Regions from separate parts of the Mus musculus genome. Here all the other regions are linked to region 1. The links are chromatin contacts, called in public ChIA-PET and Micro-C maps. All regions are on one chromosome and are shown on one strand. Each heading gives the region's core, a stretch centred on a gene start, on an enhancer-like site or on the middle of the called end of the contact. The rest is flanking DNA. Distances are from core to core; before and after follow the strand shown. Region 1 holds the start of Hexim1 (hexamethylene bis-acetamide inducible 1). Region 2 holds the start of Gjc1 (gap junction protein, gamma 1). Region 3 overlaps Plekhm1 (pleckstrin homology domain containing, family M (with RUN domain) member 1).

The links. A called contact is a pair of places that touch in the nucleus more often than the background predicts. ChIA-PET counts read pairs in DNA pulled down with a chosen protein or histone mark.
Region 2: a Micro-C map of embryonic stem cells shows a contact between it and region 1, with 7 times the contacts expected there. The contact joins the promoter of Gjc1 here to the promoter of Hexim1 in region 1. A contact is called at or near these places in 4 of 39 promoter capture datasets (cranial neural crest, frontonasal cranial neural crest, maxillary cranial neural crest and 1 more) and 2 of 484 Hi-C or Micro-C datasets (embryonic stem cells and reprogramming fibroblasts).
Region 3: an RNA polymerase II ChIA-PET map of effector CD8 T cells shows a contact between it and region 1, with 11 read pairs. The contact joins the enhancer-like site here to the promoter of Hexim1 in region 1. A contact is called at or near these places in 2 of 39 promoter capture datasets (the C10 cell line and the HPC-7 cell line), 1 of 484 Hi-C or Micro-C datasets (the Ba/F3 cell line), 2 of 115 datasets of contacts at active chromatin or transcription factors (effector CD8 T cells and pancreatic cancer cells) and 2 of 9 other capture datasets (liver and pancreatic islet).

Annotation. Positions count from the first base shown.
Region 1 is chr11:103,113,903-103,118,988 of GRCm38.p6, forward strand. It overlaps Hexim1 (hexamethylene bis-acetamide inducible 1), which reads left to right and starts at 2,423. Exons shown (of 1, transcript NM_138753.2): 1 at 2,423-5,086. The coding sequence starts at 3,020. The coding sequence ends at 4,090.
Region 2 is chr11:102,816,452-102,821,537 of GRCm38.p6, forward strand. Gjc1 (gap junction protein, gamma 1) reads right to left here and starts at 2,708. Exons shown (of 3, transcript NM_001159382.1): 1 at 2,519-2,708.
Region 3 is chr11:103,380,066-103,385,151 of GRCm38.p6, forward strand. Plekhm1 (pleckstrin homology domain containing, family M (with RUN domain) member 1) reads right to left here. Exons shown (of 12, transcript NM_183034.2): 6 at 1-287. Among named protein-coding and RNA genes, the nearest start is that of Arhgap27, 19 kb to the left of the region's middle. Within about 2 kb of position 2,051, at least 235 of the 459 cell types and tissues checked have an H3K27ac peak or open chromatin away from gene starts, as enhancers often do. A contact at or near this core is called in the Ba/F3 cell line, the HPC-7 cell line, effector CD8 T cells and 2 more, where this site is marked.

The DNA.
Region 1 (5,086 bases), core at 1,173-3,672:
GGTCATTTTCAAAACAGCTGCATGTCCCCTTAGGGCATTCTCACTTGCTTCCCCTCGAGACTGTCTCACACTAGATTGCGGCCCCACCCAGCACTCTGAAGTTCATAAACCCTTTTACTTATGAAACACTTTTAACCTGGGAGGTGATGTGCACCTAATTATTACCGTGGTGCTGAGGCAGGAGGATCTGCATTTCAGGCAAGACTATATTATATCCTGAGGCCTTGCCTCAAAAACAAAATTGTGCTTCCTGCTCCTTCCAAGTCAATTGCTCCGTAATACACAGATTTCCAAGTCCCAAGCAGTCTGATTGCAAGTTGCTGCATGGATTTTCTTTATTGCCATTTGGCTCACTGTGGCCGGGCTTCATTGTGCAGTCCTGGCAACTTGAAGCTCCAAAACTTTTTATCTTTTTTGTCCTAACAAATGACTGCCAATTTGTAATAGTTTGCAATGAGCTGAAGCTTTTACTGGAAATAAAAACTTACTGAGGGAGTGTGGGAGAAAGGATTTTGTGTCTTGTTTTTAATTTTTTTTTTTTACATATCTGATTTTTTTTTTCTTTCCTGCATGTGTGTACAGCATATGTGCCTGCTGTCAATGGAGGATATCAGCTCCTCTGGATCTGCAGCTATAGACATTTGTGAGCCATCGTGTGAGTCCCAGGGAGCCAATCTCAGGCCCTCTGAAGAGCAGCCCGTTCACTAACTGCTGAGCTGGCTTTCCAGGTCTTGGCTTTTGTGTTTTTGACAGAAAAACCGTATTAGATGACGCAAGGAAGACCCGCTCTAGTTACAACTGCCTCTTCGTTGTCAGGTGACCTTGGATAAGTCACTTGATTTCTCCAAGGCGCAGAGCTTTCCTATAGCTAAAATGGCGGCTAACTCCTGCCCTACCTCGCTCACATGGCTGCGCTGGTCAAATAGTTTCATGTGTAGAATCTCACTCCATTATGGCTGGAATGTAAGGAAAAAGAAGAATGGCTCACTGGGTACTCAGGCAAAGGGAGAAGTGGCAATTACGCCAAGGGGATTAAAGGGAGTTTTTCGGGTCCTTCTAGTAGGGGAAAAGAATGTGAATCCCTTTTAAGGGGGAGTAGAACCCCCACTTCACCCCCAATGTACCCTACGGCCCTGGGTCAAGCACACCCATTTCAGGGAAGGCCTTCAGCTTTCCTTCTCGAAGCCTTCCCCCCAACACACACACACACCTCATCTCTGTGGATGACACCCCCTTTTTTCGGGAACGCATAGATTTTTGGGTTCCTCCCCAACACAGACTTCGCATCAATTGGCCCAATCTCTCCAGAGTATCCTGGCTAGGGAAAGGTTTGCGGTATCGGAAGCGAAGAGGCCAAGTCGACCCCGGGAGGCCATTTTCTTCGGCAGAAGCCGAGGTTCGGGGCGAGTCCTTCCTCCTCACCACGCGCTTCCCATCCGGGCTCAGGCGGAGAGCTCGGCCGCGGAGGACCACTTTGCTTTCACCTCTGGTGCGGAGATAGCTCTTGGCCTGGGTGGCTGCTCTCACCTAAGGGCCTCCAGGATAGCCTGAGGACCGACGTCACTCAGGACTCGAACCCGCCCTCTCAGTTCCTGAGGCCTAGTCTGAAGCTGATGCTCGGCAGGCCACCACACTGTCCCTTTAAGGCGGCACTTCTTAATTCATTTGTTTACTTCTTCATGCGCTTTTCGTCTTTTTAATAAATAGTTGTCCAAAATATCCTTCCGCTTATCTCTCTCCAAGAAACCCATCACCTACCTCAGAGACATTATTGTAATTTTAAGAATCCAATGTCAGTAATCACGACTAACAGCTCTCTTTATAGAATTTAATCCTCTTTTACACTTTAGGGACTACTTTTTAGGGACAGACCATTTTTGCATAAGTTGAAAACGGTTTATGGCCATCAGAACCTTTCCGCTGAGAACAGAATATGACAGTAGATTTTCAAACGCACCTTTTAATAAAAATATTCTGTATAAGCTCCCAAAGGTCATGGAATCTTCTTGTATTCCTGAAGCACAATGGTATGGTCCAGAACCCGCCCCATCTCCTCTGTAATTGGTCTTCCTTCCTCGGAGAGACGAATAACTCTTGCCCAATGACTGCTCACGTTTCTTCAGCGAGAGCTAAGCGATGGAAGAAGGCGGCCTGGGAGACGCCCCCTACGCATTCTATGATTGGCTACGTTGCACGGCGCGCGAGGACGGCGGGCCCGAAAGAAGGGAACTACGACTCCCGGCTGCCCCACACCTGGACTCCGTTACGCATGCGCATGGGCGGGGCTTACAAGCTTCTATATATAAGAGGCGCCGAGGGCTTGGAGACAGCAGTTGGAAGTTGGCAGGTGGAAAGTCAGGTTGGGAGGGGAAGCCGGAGGAGGAGGCGGAAGAAGAGCTGTCTGAAGGGGGAGGGAGGGAGGGAGGAAAAGAGGAGGAGGCGGAGGAGAACTGAGCGGAGCATCGAGCCAGAGGGGAGATGAGTTTGTCTGTCCTCGGCTAAGGCTCCGGCCCGGCCTGAGGAACTGGGAGCTCGGGTTGGAGCGACACCCGTGGAAGTGGGAGGTGGCGGCTCTGGGACTTTAACCCCTTGTGGGCTCTGCGGCAGGGGATTTAACCCTTTGTGGATTCGGCCCCTCCGAGGCAGCGTCATCGGGTAGTTTTAACCCTTTCGGGTTGGGTTTAACCCATTGGACTTAAACCTCCTCTCCTTGCGCACCAACTCCTCGTCTGTGGGAGCACTCGGCGGGGAGGCGTGAAGCCCACCCCTCTGCATATTTGCATACGGTGCCTGCTGCTGAACCCCCGGACCTGCTAGTTGGCCACGCTTGTGTGCGCTTAACCCTTTATTGACTGGACTCCAAGTTGCGATTGGAGTTTGCTGACAGGACGGACGGAAGGCGTCACTGCAGAAATTACTGACCGAAGAGGACTTTGTTGGACATATTTTGAAAAGAAAGAAAAACCTCTTTCCTTAAGCCAGAATTTCTCAAACTTCCAGAAGAGAACTCTACTAAGCCATGGCCGAGCCACTCTTGACAGAACATCAACACCAGCCTCAAACTAGCAACTGTACAGGTGCTGCTGTTGTCCATGAAGAGCATACCTCTGAGCGCCCCCCAAGCGCGGAGGAACGGGTGCCCAAGGAGGACAGTAGGTGGCAATCGAGAGCGTCCTTGCAGTCCGGTAGCCGTCCAGGGCAGGAGGGAGAAGGGGGCCTGAAGCACCAGCTGCCCCCATTGCAGACGAATGCCTGTCCAGAATTGAGCTCCCTGGAGAAGGGCGAGAAGGGCCAGAATGGGGAGGACTTATCCACTGGCGGTGCCTCCCCGTCGGCGGAGGGAGAGCCGATGTCAGAGTCCCTCGTGCAGCCAGGTCATGACTCGGAGGCCACCAAGCAGGAGGCTCCTGCCGCCGGAGGCGAGGAGCCATGGGGACAGCAACAGAGACAGCTGGGCAAGAAAAAACATCGGAGACGCCCCTCAAAGAAGAAGCGGCATTGGAAGCCCTACTACAAGCTGACTTGGGAGGAGAAGAAAAAGTTCGACGAGAAGCAGAGCCTGCGAGCTTCGCGGGTTCGAGCCGAGATGTTCGCCAAGGGCCAGCCAGTTGCGCCCTATAACACCACGCAGTTCCTCATGGATGACCACGATCAGGAGGAGCCTGATCTCAAAACCGGCCTTTACCCCAAGCGGGCAGCCGCCAAATCCGACGACACCAGCGATGAGGATTTTGTGGAAGAAGCTGGTGAGGAAGACGGAGGCAGCGATGGCATGGGAGGGGACGGCAGCGAGTTTCTGCAGCGGGACTTCTCGGAGACGTACGAGCGGTACCACGCCGAGAGCCTGCAGAACATGAGCAAGCAGGAGCTCATCAAAGAGTACCTGGAGCTGGAGAAGTGCCTCTCCCGCAAGGAGGACGAAAATAACCGGCTGCGGCTGGAAAGCAAGCGGCTGGGAGGCGTCGACGCGCGAGTGCGGGAGCTCGAGCTAGAGCTGGACCGGCTGCGCGCTGAGAACCTCCAGCTGCTGACCGAGAACGAACTGCACCGGCAGCAGGAGCGAGCGCCTCTTTCCAAGTTCGGCGACTAGACTGAAAACTTTTGGGGGGAGGGGGCAAAGGGGACTTTTTACAGTGCTGGAATGTAACATTATATACATGTGTATATAAGACAGCGGACCTTTTTATGACACATAATCAGAAGAGAAAATCGCCCCGGCTTTGGTTTGGTAAATTTAGCTATGATGTTGCTTGTGTGCTTTCTCCTGTTCTTTAATTATGTGAAACTGAAGGGTTGCTTTTCATGTTTTCCTCCTTAGATGTTGTTTCTTAATGTGCAAGTAATCTGACCAAGTTATAATGCATTTTTCTGTTTTAAAAAAAAAATCCCCTCCTTAAGCGGAGCTATAAGGTGGCCAAATCTGAGACCCATTACATTCATTCTAGTTATAATAAATTTAATGTTTGTAAATGTAACAGTTTCAGTGTGATTTCTAGAGATTAAAAATCGTGCTGGTTTGTGTGACTGCACTTTTGAGGTGGGGTACCAAGATTGTTAAATTTATCTATTTGCAAAAATACTTGAATAGAAGAAATTCAGTTTGTTCCCTCCACCCCCACCAATGGGTTTTTAAATTTTCAAAATACAGTTCAGGTAAAATGTACTCAATGTTGTGCCTGCTTCCTAATGCTGGGGAGTAGAAAGTGGCTACAGGCAGCAGCTTAGCTTGCGCACCTTGATGGCTGTTCAAAAGAGTGCTAACAAAAGTATAAGCCTGATTTGGCAATTGTTAGATAACGAAAAGCCTCATTTCATCTCCACAAGTCAATTTTTCAGTAATCCTGGCTTCCGTCCTAACCACCCCACAAAATTCCAATGGAGTTCCTGTTTGCCTACCTTGGTAAGTAAGGCTCCTGGTAAACTTGCTTTCTTAGTACATCCAAGAGATAGCCAAGATAAACTTGTGAGAAAACATGTTAGCGATATGTTGGACTTCAAATGGCTAAGTGATCTAAGGACTTAGCATCAATGTCTGACACTTAAGTACTTTTTCTATTGAAAATAAGAAAGAAAAGCTGCCCTTTCC
Region 2 (5,086 bases), core at 1,458-3,957, 300 kb before region 1:
AAGACCCTGTCTCGAAAAGAACAACAAAAACTCAGAAAATATCTGGTACCAAAGACAGAGAAGAGCTAGGTCTAGACTGAGAAGACGACCAAGATCCTCAGGTTAAAGACACGGCCAACATCAGAGAGGGGCCGACATTCTGAGGACCTGGAGCAGAATCAGAACTCGAAAGGAGAGGGTGGAATCTAAGTCCACATAACTACCTACTCTGGATGGGCAATTAGGAATCCCAGGTCCAAGAATGAGTCCAAAGGAATTCCCTAAAAATAGAGTCTAACGCCACTTAACTCCAGACTTCCTCGGAAGGTATGTTACAAGTCATCCTGAGGTTACAATTAATTCAGTCACAACCAGTTAGATACCACAAAGACACAGATAAAACAGGCCACAGATGGGTGAGAGCTAAACACTGTTTAGAGGTTAGAGGATAAGAATACTATGTGAAATTTATTTCATTTCCATGAGGGGAAAACAAATTTATTCTAAAAGTTTGTGCATGTTTTCCCCCCAAGGATTTTAGATAATTTCCATATTGCTAAACTTTTTTTTTTGCACATTAAAAACACTGAGGGGGAGAGAAGATTGGTCCTCATCTTTTGTCTGCTCCACTTCCTAGCTGTCCCATACACTCACTTAATGGGGAGAAGGTTGCTGGGATACAGCTTAGTGACAGAGCACATACGTAGCCCTTGGTACAGTCTCCAGGACCACAAAAATGTTTGTTGAATGAACTACCTATAACCCATCATTCTGGAGAGTCAAGCAGTAGGGAGTTCAAAGCCACCCTAGGCTGCATACCAAGTTCCAGATCAACCCATGCCACACAATGATAGCCAGCTTCAAAGAATAACATTAAAAAGTAAAATGTAATCTTTAATGAGATCATCTCACTGTTGTAGGAAACACTTTGGTTAAACACATTCCATGGGTCTGTAAGCTAACCCTTTGCCAAGGTGTACTGAGAGCCAACTCCAGACTTTGTAAAACAAGAATTTACTGCTTGTATGTGAGCCAGTATTCAATACCTCCTCATCCATTCTTTAGCAAAGGAACAGAACTAATAGGATGAAACCAATGTTTTGGAACCATAACACATCAGAACACATTTGCAGAACTTATAATGCCAGTTTTCTCTCCAAAACGCCCTTTGCCTACTCTGCACCCGAAGATCTGGCATCACAAATCGTTTTACCCTTTACCCCGAAGACTGTTCTAATTCCTTTCATTCTGCCATTACACAGCCCTTAAGAAACTCAAAGTAGCTGCAAATAAATCCTGCTGGCCCCAAACAAAACCTGCAATTTTTAACAAAAACTCACAATTAATTTAGTTACAAGCTAAGCAATCAAATTCGTGGGGCCTTTTTTGTTTCTCTTTGTTTTGCATTTTTTGCTCTGAAAAATACCTGCAAACTGTTTACAAGGGGGAAGGATTAATCCCCAAATTACATTATTAATCCTCTTCCTACAGTTACTCATGTACTACAGACAAAATGATTTCTGCCTAACAGAACTAAAGTCTTTCGTTTACAAGGCTTTTTGTACAGCGCTTTCACATATATCCACTTGTAAGGGTGCACAACAAAAGCAATAACTTTTAGACTTAAGACACATACAAGATAACTTATCCAGAATTTGGTCTACCTTGAGTTCCTCGATTGCACCTAGTGTGGACGAGAACAAAATAAAGCCCGAGCACAATGAAATCTGTGGCGTTGCCAGTCCCCGAGGACCAAAAGGAAAATGTCTTCAAATGACAAAAACCAAACTCATCCCACTTCGCAAAAGAAAAGCAATCCCAAATAATCCGCAAAGCGGGGACCGGCGGGGGAGGACCCCAAATTCTAAACATGGGTCATGTAAATCTTTTCAACTCGAAACTCCAAACGCGGCAGCCAGCCCAATCACAGCATTAGCGCCTCCTCTCTATTTTCAATCTGGAGACTCAACGAAGAACAATTAAAAAAAAAAAAAAAAAGGCCACAGCAGAGCTCCAAAGTTTTCCGAAGTGAGAATAAAGTCATCTCAAGTAAAGAAAAGGCGTCCAGCAAGAGGCGACGGGCCGGGTCCTCCCGCCAGCCCCTCTCCCGCTCCGCAGCGCTCGAACCAAACCTCCAGTAAAAAAGGGGGGAAAAAGAAACCTCCGAGGGGGACAGAGGACCCGCCGGAGCCCGCAGCACGCCGCCGAAGAGCGGCCCAGGCCGTCAGACAAAGACGAGCCCGCCCAGCGCCAGCCCGGCCGGGTCCCCCAACCGCCCCGAGGAGTTGCGGGAGCACCGCCGCCCGCTCCCGGCCCGCCCGAGCCGTTTCCCTCCCAATTTGGGAACCGCGCGCCTGGGGACAAAGAGGGCGGGCGCGCCGGCGGCGGGACGCGGGTGGCGACGCCCCTCGGGGCTCGGCGGGCGCTCCTTCCCGCCCTGCCGCCCCCAGGAACCCGGCCCGCCGCCGCCGCCGCTTTCGAGGCGCCTCAGAGTTCGCCCGGCCGCGCCCGGCCCGGGGCCCCTCAAGCCGCCGCTCACCCGGCGGTGGGCGCCCCCGAAGCCGCCTCCTCCGCCGGGCCTCGGCCCGTCCCGCCGGCCGCCGCCTCATGGGCCCCGCGTCGCCATCACCTTCGCCGCCTCGCCGCCGCCGCCACCGCCGCCGCCTCCTTCGCCTCAGCCTTCAAGCCGAGGCTGAAGCCGCTCCGGCCGCGCCCGCCGCCTCCCTCTCTCCCGCTCCCGCCGCCGGGACCCGCGGGGAGGCGCCTGCGCACTGCGTGCCGCGGTGGGGGTGGGGGCGTCCCGTCTCGGCCTGGGAGCGGGGGCGCGGCTGCACGTGCGCCTCGAGTGGGAGGGGGCGCCCGGAGCGCGCGGCCCCGCGCCGGCGCCAACTTTCCGTGACCGGCCGCGCGCGTTCCCGGGCGGTCCCGTACGCGGCGGGGCGCGCGGTGGCGGGAGGACCCCTGCGCGGGGAGCCCCGGTGGGCGGCTGACTTCGAGCGCCGCGGGCTCATTTCCTGTGGCGTGATTCCCCGGAGGAGCCGGCCAGTGACAGCGTGATGGAGACACGCCTCACCTGAGTTTCCAGGGTCGGACCGCAGAGCTCCACCGTTATCTCGTGCGCTAGGTCAGGGCCTTGGTCCAGCGGATCTCGGGATGCTCATGGCCGTTCTAGGCTCTGCTCTGCAGTTGCTCGAAAAACCTCCGGGGCTTCTCGGCCAACCATCCCCGCCTGGTGGAATCATGGTTTTTACAGGCGTTCTGCATAGTTTTGAGGTCCTGGATTTCTCGGATTAGTAAGACCCTAATAGGCCATTTCCTCTTAACTCCTTGCATCCCAGCGGGATCCCAATTACAAGACTTGAAATGCACATGGACAGGAATTCCCCTGGCCGAAACTGCGGGTTAAGAAAAGGAAAACTAGCGGGAGAGACGGCTCAGCGGCTATGCAGTTTGTACTACTGTTGCAGAGAATCTTCTACACCCACGTTGTGTGGTTCACAACCACCTGTAACTCCAGCCTCTGGAGGATCCGACTCTCTCGGGGCACCTATATCGATGTGCACATACCTACACATAGACCCAGAGACACATAATTAAAAATAATAAAAAATAAATCTTTATTAAAAAAGAAACGAGAAATTCCCCTAAATACTTTAACGAGATTGAGACTGGGTGGTGAAAGGCAGTTTACCAAAGAGATGGGAGGGGAGGGCCATTCCTGTACTCTAGAATTACAAATGGATAGGCTTTTTAAAAGTTTTGCCCCTGGACAGGGATGAAATTAAACACTAACAAGTGAGGCGACTTGTGGATCAAATTTCTCCCGAAGCTAGGTCACAGGTTGGGATGAAAAGGGATGGTCCATTGCCTACCCACACCCTCCGAAATTTTGTTTGGTTGCTATGATGTGTGTGGTTTTTTTTTTTTTTTTTTTTAGGAAAGTGCCCAAATTTTTAAATCCTTTTTTTTTTTTTTTTTTTTTGGCTTCTCTCTAAAAATCAAAGAATGTGCTCACTTTGAGCCTCATGTTTCATTTTTGATATTTTGTTTGATTTTTTATGAAACGAAGTCCCATTATAGCACAGGCTGATCTCAGACTCGACCTGTGGCTGAGAGCTAGCTTTGAAGTCTTGATGCTCCTGCCTTTGTCTCAGGAGGCGGGGTCTAAGGCAGACACCACCCCCACTGTGCTGTGCTCTGAACCTTTATTTTTGTTTGCTTCTTTGTTTTTTGAGATGGGGTCACCTTGGCTGTCCTAGAGCTTGTTATGTAGATCAGACTGCTCAGGAACTCAGAGGGATTCCCCAGCTCTTACCTCCTAAGTGCTAGGAGTAGAGGTAAGGGACACCATGGCCAACCATGAGCCTCTGGTTTTATGGGATAGCCATTTCTGATCCACATTTGGTTTATTGAGAACCTACACCCTCCCGCTCAGCTGCTTGAGCCTTTTCCGTTCCTTAAACGGCTTGGCCTCTGAGTATCAAAAGTTCTCCCCAGCCAGCCTTTCCCAACATGACTTCTCTAGTTCTTCTAGTGGCAAATGTGAAGAACTTTTAAATACATGAGAATATGAATGAGAAAAACCTGTTGGGGCTGGGGCATAGCTCAGTGGAGCTCTTACCCAGGATGCATATGGTCTTGGGTTTAATTCTGGCCCCCCTCCTCTAAGAGAAAAAAGACATCATTTGACTAACTTCTACAGAAATGCCTACAGGTGTTCACCAAAATATGTGTGGGATAGTTTAACAGCCAAAAAGAAAAAAAAAAAAAACTCTAATTACCCATCAGCCACAGAACAGATAAACACTACTATAATCATACAATGGTAGAATGTACATCACTGAGAATAAACCAAGCTGAATCATATAACCTCATAAGGAGTTTCCGTTTATATATAGTTTGAAAACGGGCAAAAGGAGTCTATGCTGCTAAGTGAGAATTGAAGTTACCTGCTATGCAGAACAGTGCCCTGAAAGGGGCGTGGTGGGATTTGGGGGCGGGGCTAGTTCTGTGCTTGATCTAGACTAGGAACACACGTGGGTCTAGTTGGCATGTTGGGCTGTAACAGGTTTTATTTTTCTTTCTTTCTTGGTGCTGAGAATCAAAT
Region 3 (5,086 bases), core at 801-3,300, 270 kb after region 1:
TTATGGTCTTGTGTCACCCCTGGAGCTGGGGCTGGGGCTGGGGCTGGAGCTGGAGCTGGGGCTGGAGCTGGCTGGGCATTTCCACAGGCCTGTGAGGGCACACATGCTTTGTCTAATGCCCCCAAGGAACAGCTCTTTCTTGGTCCTTGAGAAAAAGGCCCGTGGAGAGCAGCCCTTGACTCTGGAGTGTCTTGCACAGGAGATGTGCAGAGACCTGCAGCGCTCTTTAGAGCAGGCTCCTGGGGAGGTCGGCAGAAGTCATCTTCAGAAATCCAGCTCTTGCCTTTCTGTAAGAAAAGAGGAATGAGGGAGTCCTTTAAGAGTTTAAAAATATTTCATTACAGCTCACCTATAATGAAATTAGACCACTTTACCCATTTTACATTCACATCAGCAATGTACAGCGTTGCTATTACTGGGGCAGGGAGGGCGGGCATGCCCGTGGAGGTCAGAGGACAACTTTAGTCAGGTTTCTCCTTCCATCTGTATGGGGGCCCTGGAGGTTAAATCTCAGTGGCCAGGACTGAGTAGACACCTGCCGAGCATCTCACCAGCAGCTTCCTTCTAACCTCTCCAATCTCTGTCATGAAGTCTTCCTGCCATGCTCATCTGTGAAGTGCTGTCTCACTGTGGTTTTGATTTGCATTTCCTTAATGTCTAATGGCAAGAAAACATCTTTTCGTATTAGTTATCAGTACTTTTCTTTAGATTTTTATTTTTATTTGGGCTTATGGTTTGTTGTTAGGGTTGACTAACTAGTAAACCCTAGTAACTAGTTCAGATGTCCCTGTTGTGGAGCAGGGTGAGCCCTTCATCCAACTGAACTGATATACTTACAAAAAGAGGAGACAGACATAGTGGAGCACACATTTAATTCTAGAGGCAGAGACAGGCAGATCTCTGTGAGTTCTATGGCAGCTTAGTCTACACAGTAAGCTCCAGGACAGACCCTGGTTCAAAACAAGGGAAGAGGAGATGACACACACACAGAGGAAAGTGTCAAGTGGAAGAGAAGCATGGGATGCTGGAGGGAGGGACTGGAGTGATGAACCTACAAGCCTATGCCAAGAATACTAAGAACTGAGAGAAAGAAGAAATTACCCCTCACTGTCTGGAGGAGCCACTGCTGCCGACATCTGGCTCTCCACTCAGCTTCTAGTACTAGCAAGGACTGCACAACTGTTGTTTCCAGCCATCTGATTTATGCTACTTTGTTATAACTGCTTAGGAAATCAATAAAAATTACAAGGGTTCTGGGCAGATTCTGGGTACCAGAACCTTAGCAGGCTATCTGACTGACCAATGACTTCTCTTATTCTATGTGTTGTCTTTTATTTTTTTTACTTATCTCTTCCCTTCCTTTTCTTTTTGAGACAATGTCTATAGGCAAGGTTGGTCTAGAGCTCATTACATAGCCCAGGGCAGCTTTGCAAGAGCCTCCTGCTTTGGACTCTCAGGCACGAGACGCAGGCACAAGCCACCATGCCTGGCTTCTTCTTTTTTCCTTCTTAATGGTACCTTCTGGAGCTCTGAGATGTTTTCTTCCTAAGCTTAATTTAGCCAGCTTGTCTTCTGCTTGTGCTCCTGTTGTCTTATCTCAGAAGCCACCGCAGAAGCCAATGTCACCAAGATTTACTCCCACGTTTTTTACTAAGAGCCTTATTAGCGCTTACATCTCTGTGACCCATTTTGAGTCAGCTTCTATGTAAGGTGTAAGGAGGGCGTGCAACTTGATTCTCTTGCAAGTGGAAATACAAGTGTCTCAGCACTTCGGGCTCTGTGGCCTTGGAGATATGGGGTAAGGGAGGTGTGGTGTGTGAGCTTAGACCTAAATTATTGCTTCTAATTCTGTTCCCCACATTGAGCAGGTCCTTGAAGCCCCAGTAGTAGATCCTGCTCCCTGACAGGGGAAGTTGGGGAGGTCTGGAGTCAGAAGGCCTATGAGAATATCGTTTAGTTCCTATTCTTCACCGTTCTAAGCTCTCTCTGCCTTTCTATGCCTAGACATGGAAGAGAGCAGAGGCAAGGAAGTTGGCTGGCTACACTAAGTGGCTGTCTATACAAAGGAAATGAGTCACACAGGCAGGACCCGCCCCATTGCTCTGGCAAGTGCTACCAATCTAGCTCTGACATTGCTATTTTCAACCCCTAAATCAAGACTGCCCTCCCTGCTGATACAGACAGGGAGGAGGGTTCTGGCTACGGCTGTGTGACAAAGGGGTTGGTTTAGACAGTTTAGACTCCTGAAGCCAAGAGAGACAAGTTCTGATTCAGGTATAGGTATACAGATCTGGGCTCCCAGGGCCTCTGCATGTGACTTTCAGAGTTGGCATGTGCTTCCTTCTACTCGGGACAGGATGATGTGTCAGGCAGGGTGGCTGCTAGGGACCATGCAACACTGGTCTAAACAAAGCCTGTCTGGGTCACCAAGCCCCAGATGATTCCCTGAGGAAAATGGGTGTGAGAAATAGCTCCCAGGAGCCACTTGGCCATCCTGGTGACTTCACACATACCTGGTGACCCTGCCCTGTATAAGCCCTGGTAGGAGAGGACACTGCTCTTGAGGATCCACCAGTCACCACCTGAAAGCTTCTTTACAAGCCCCAACTCAGATCCCCTCATCACCCAGACATCTTATCACCCTATTCAGTGATAGTCTCTGCTCACCCCCATCCTATAAGTCTGAATGATCATTTTCCTCGATAATGTCAAGCAAAAATGCTCAGCATTGAGTCATAAAACACAGACTATTTTCATCACTACTAGGTAGTTTGTGTGAATGTTCAGGCACAAGTATGTGAGCAACTCTGGAGTCAGTTCTCTCTATCGTATTTGGGTTCCAGTGATTGAACTCAGGTCACTAGACTTATATGTCATGTATTTTGACTCCTTGAGCTATCTTGCCAGTCCAAGGGACTAACTTCTGGCTGTCCAAGTGTCTTCAATGTAAAACAACAGAGGTGGGTGGAAGGACCTGGTGGGATGAAGAAAACTGTGGATTTACATTAAGGGAGACTTGCTTCTCTTTCCACTGAAGAGAAGACTAGTAAGAAATGTTCAGAGTCCACTGACCTCACACCAGCCATTGGGGGATGACTCTAGAGAAAGGCTCTGTGAGAAACAATGAGAAGCAGTGTGTGTGTGTGTGTGTGTGTGTGTGTGTGTGTGTGTGTGTGTGTGTGTGTGTGTGTTTGGGGGTGGGAGGGACGGTTCCAGTGAGAGAGCACCGAGGGTGTATCTGCCTCACAGAGGAGGTAGAGAAAGAATACTCCTGCAATAATGGATCTCCGCACTTGCAGGATCACCCTTTTCCCCTTTCTCTTGCCTCTTTCTGCCACCCTCCCACGTATGCTTGCTCAGGGCCCCACATCTGGCCGGCTCTGTTTCTTCAAACTGTGAGGAGATACCGCTGACCTGGGATCTACACCAGAGCAGCATCTGCCATCAGGGATCTAAGTCAGCAGAACGCTGCCTGCGTCACTAGGTGTCAAGAGGCTATGGCTAAGGAACGTAATGGTCTCTGGACCATTTTCCAAAGGACTGGACTTTCTGTTCACTGTTCTCATTATGCCTGCATGTGCAACTGCAGAAGGGGACCCCACGTCACAGCAGAGAGTGTGTGTAGGACACATTCTCTAGGCCAGGCTTAGTCACCCCAGGGGCTCCCAGTCCCTGCACTTCCTGCACAGCACTCAGCACTACTGTAATTACAATGTGCACCATCAGTTCTCTAATCTGGTGACTGTCCCCAAAGGCCAGGGCTCTTGTCTGTTCTGTTTCATCACTGTTTCCCTAGCACCTATCACAATGCTGGGCCCACAGGCAATGCTTTACAAAGAAAACTTCTGAAAAAGAAAGGCTGAAAAAAAGCTGATGGTGACTAGACACCCCCCACCCGCTTGCTTCAACAACATAGACTAAGCTAAGGAGGGAGTGGTGCGTGCTGTAAATGAGGTAGAGCAGAAAACTGGGACACAGGACCCTGTCAGAAAAGGGGCACAGGGACAGCCACTGTAACAGCTGGACGCTGTAAGGAGCTGGCCTTACCTAGGGAGCAGACAGGAAGCTCAAGGGTCAAAACTGTGGACGGTGGAAGAATTCTGTTGACAAATTAGCTACCCTGTCCCATCAGCTCCAGGACCCTGACAAGGTACTGTGTTTGAGACCAACTAGCAGAAGGTAGATCCAGGGCAAGGGTGAATTCAGTCAAGATGGTCAAGGCCACACTTGGGAGTCGAGGTGAGACACAGGCAGCCGCCTCTTAAAAAGCATCCTTCTCTCTGCAGCCTAAGGCGGAAGCTGCAAACCCTCCAAGCTTCAGGATATCTTCACTACTGCCCAGTAAGACTCTCCAAGGCCTCATAAAATGCACCGTCCAGAAGTAAATCTGGAACCACGTTCAGAATGGTAAAACCAGAGACTCTGGCCCAGTTATACAAGTTCATGATTCTTATAGTCATTACTCTCAATGCACTGAGCTCGATCAGATGTCCACATAGAAAAATATAAACTGGATCCAGAGAGGCAGTCCAGTGCTCTCTCTCAGGCAAGCTTTGTGACCTGAGGTTGATCCCCAGCAATCACATGGTGGGAAGAGATACTCAATCCCCAGGAGATGTCCTCTGACCTCCATTTGTGTGCTGTGGCATACTCACGTGGCCACACATACACCTGCACATCTGCATAGCACTCAATCAATAAACATAAATAAATAAACTCAATCAAGTGATTGCTACCTCACATTAAGCCCAGGGAAGTAAAAACAAGAGAATGAGAAATGTAAAGTCATTTTAGACTGTGTACATGGCCAGTCTGAGACCAGCACATGTCTTAAAAATCAGGAAAAAAGAAACAAAAAAGAAACAAAAAACCACCAAATTCAACTTAAGAATGGGCTGGAGAAACGGCCCAGTGGTTAAGAGCACTGGCTGCTTTTCAGAGGACCCTGGTTTGATTCTCAGAACCCATATGGGAACTCACAATCATCTGAAAAATCAAACTCCAATGTCAGGGTATCCAGTGCCCTCTTCTGGCACTGTGGCTACCAGAAACGCTTGTGGTGCGCATACATACATGCATGCAAAAT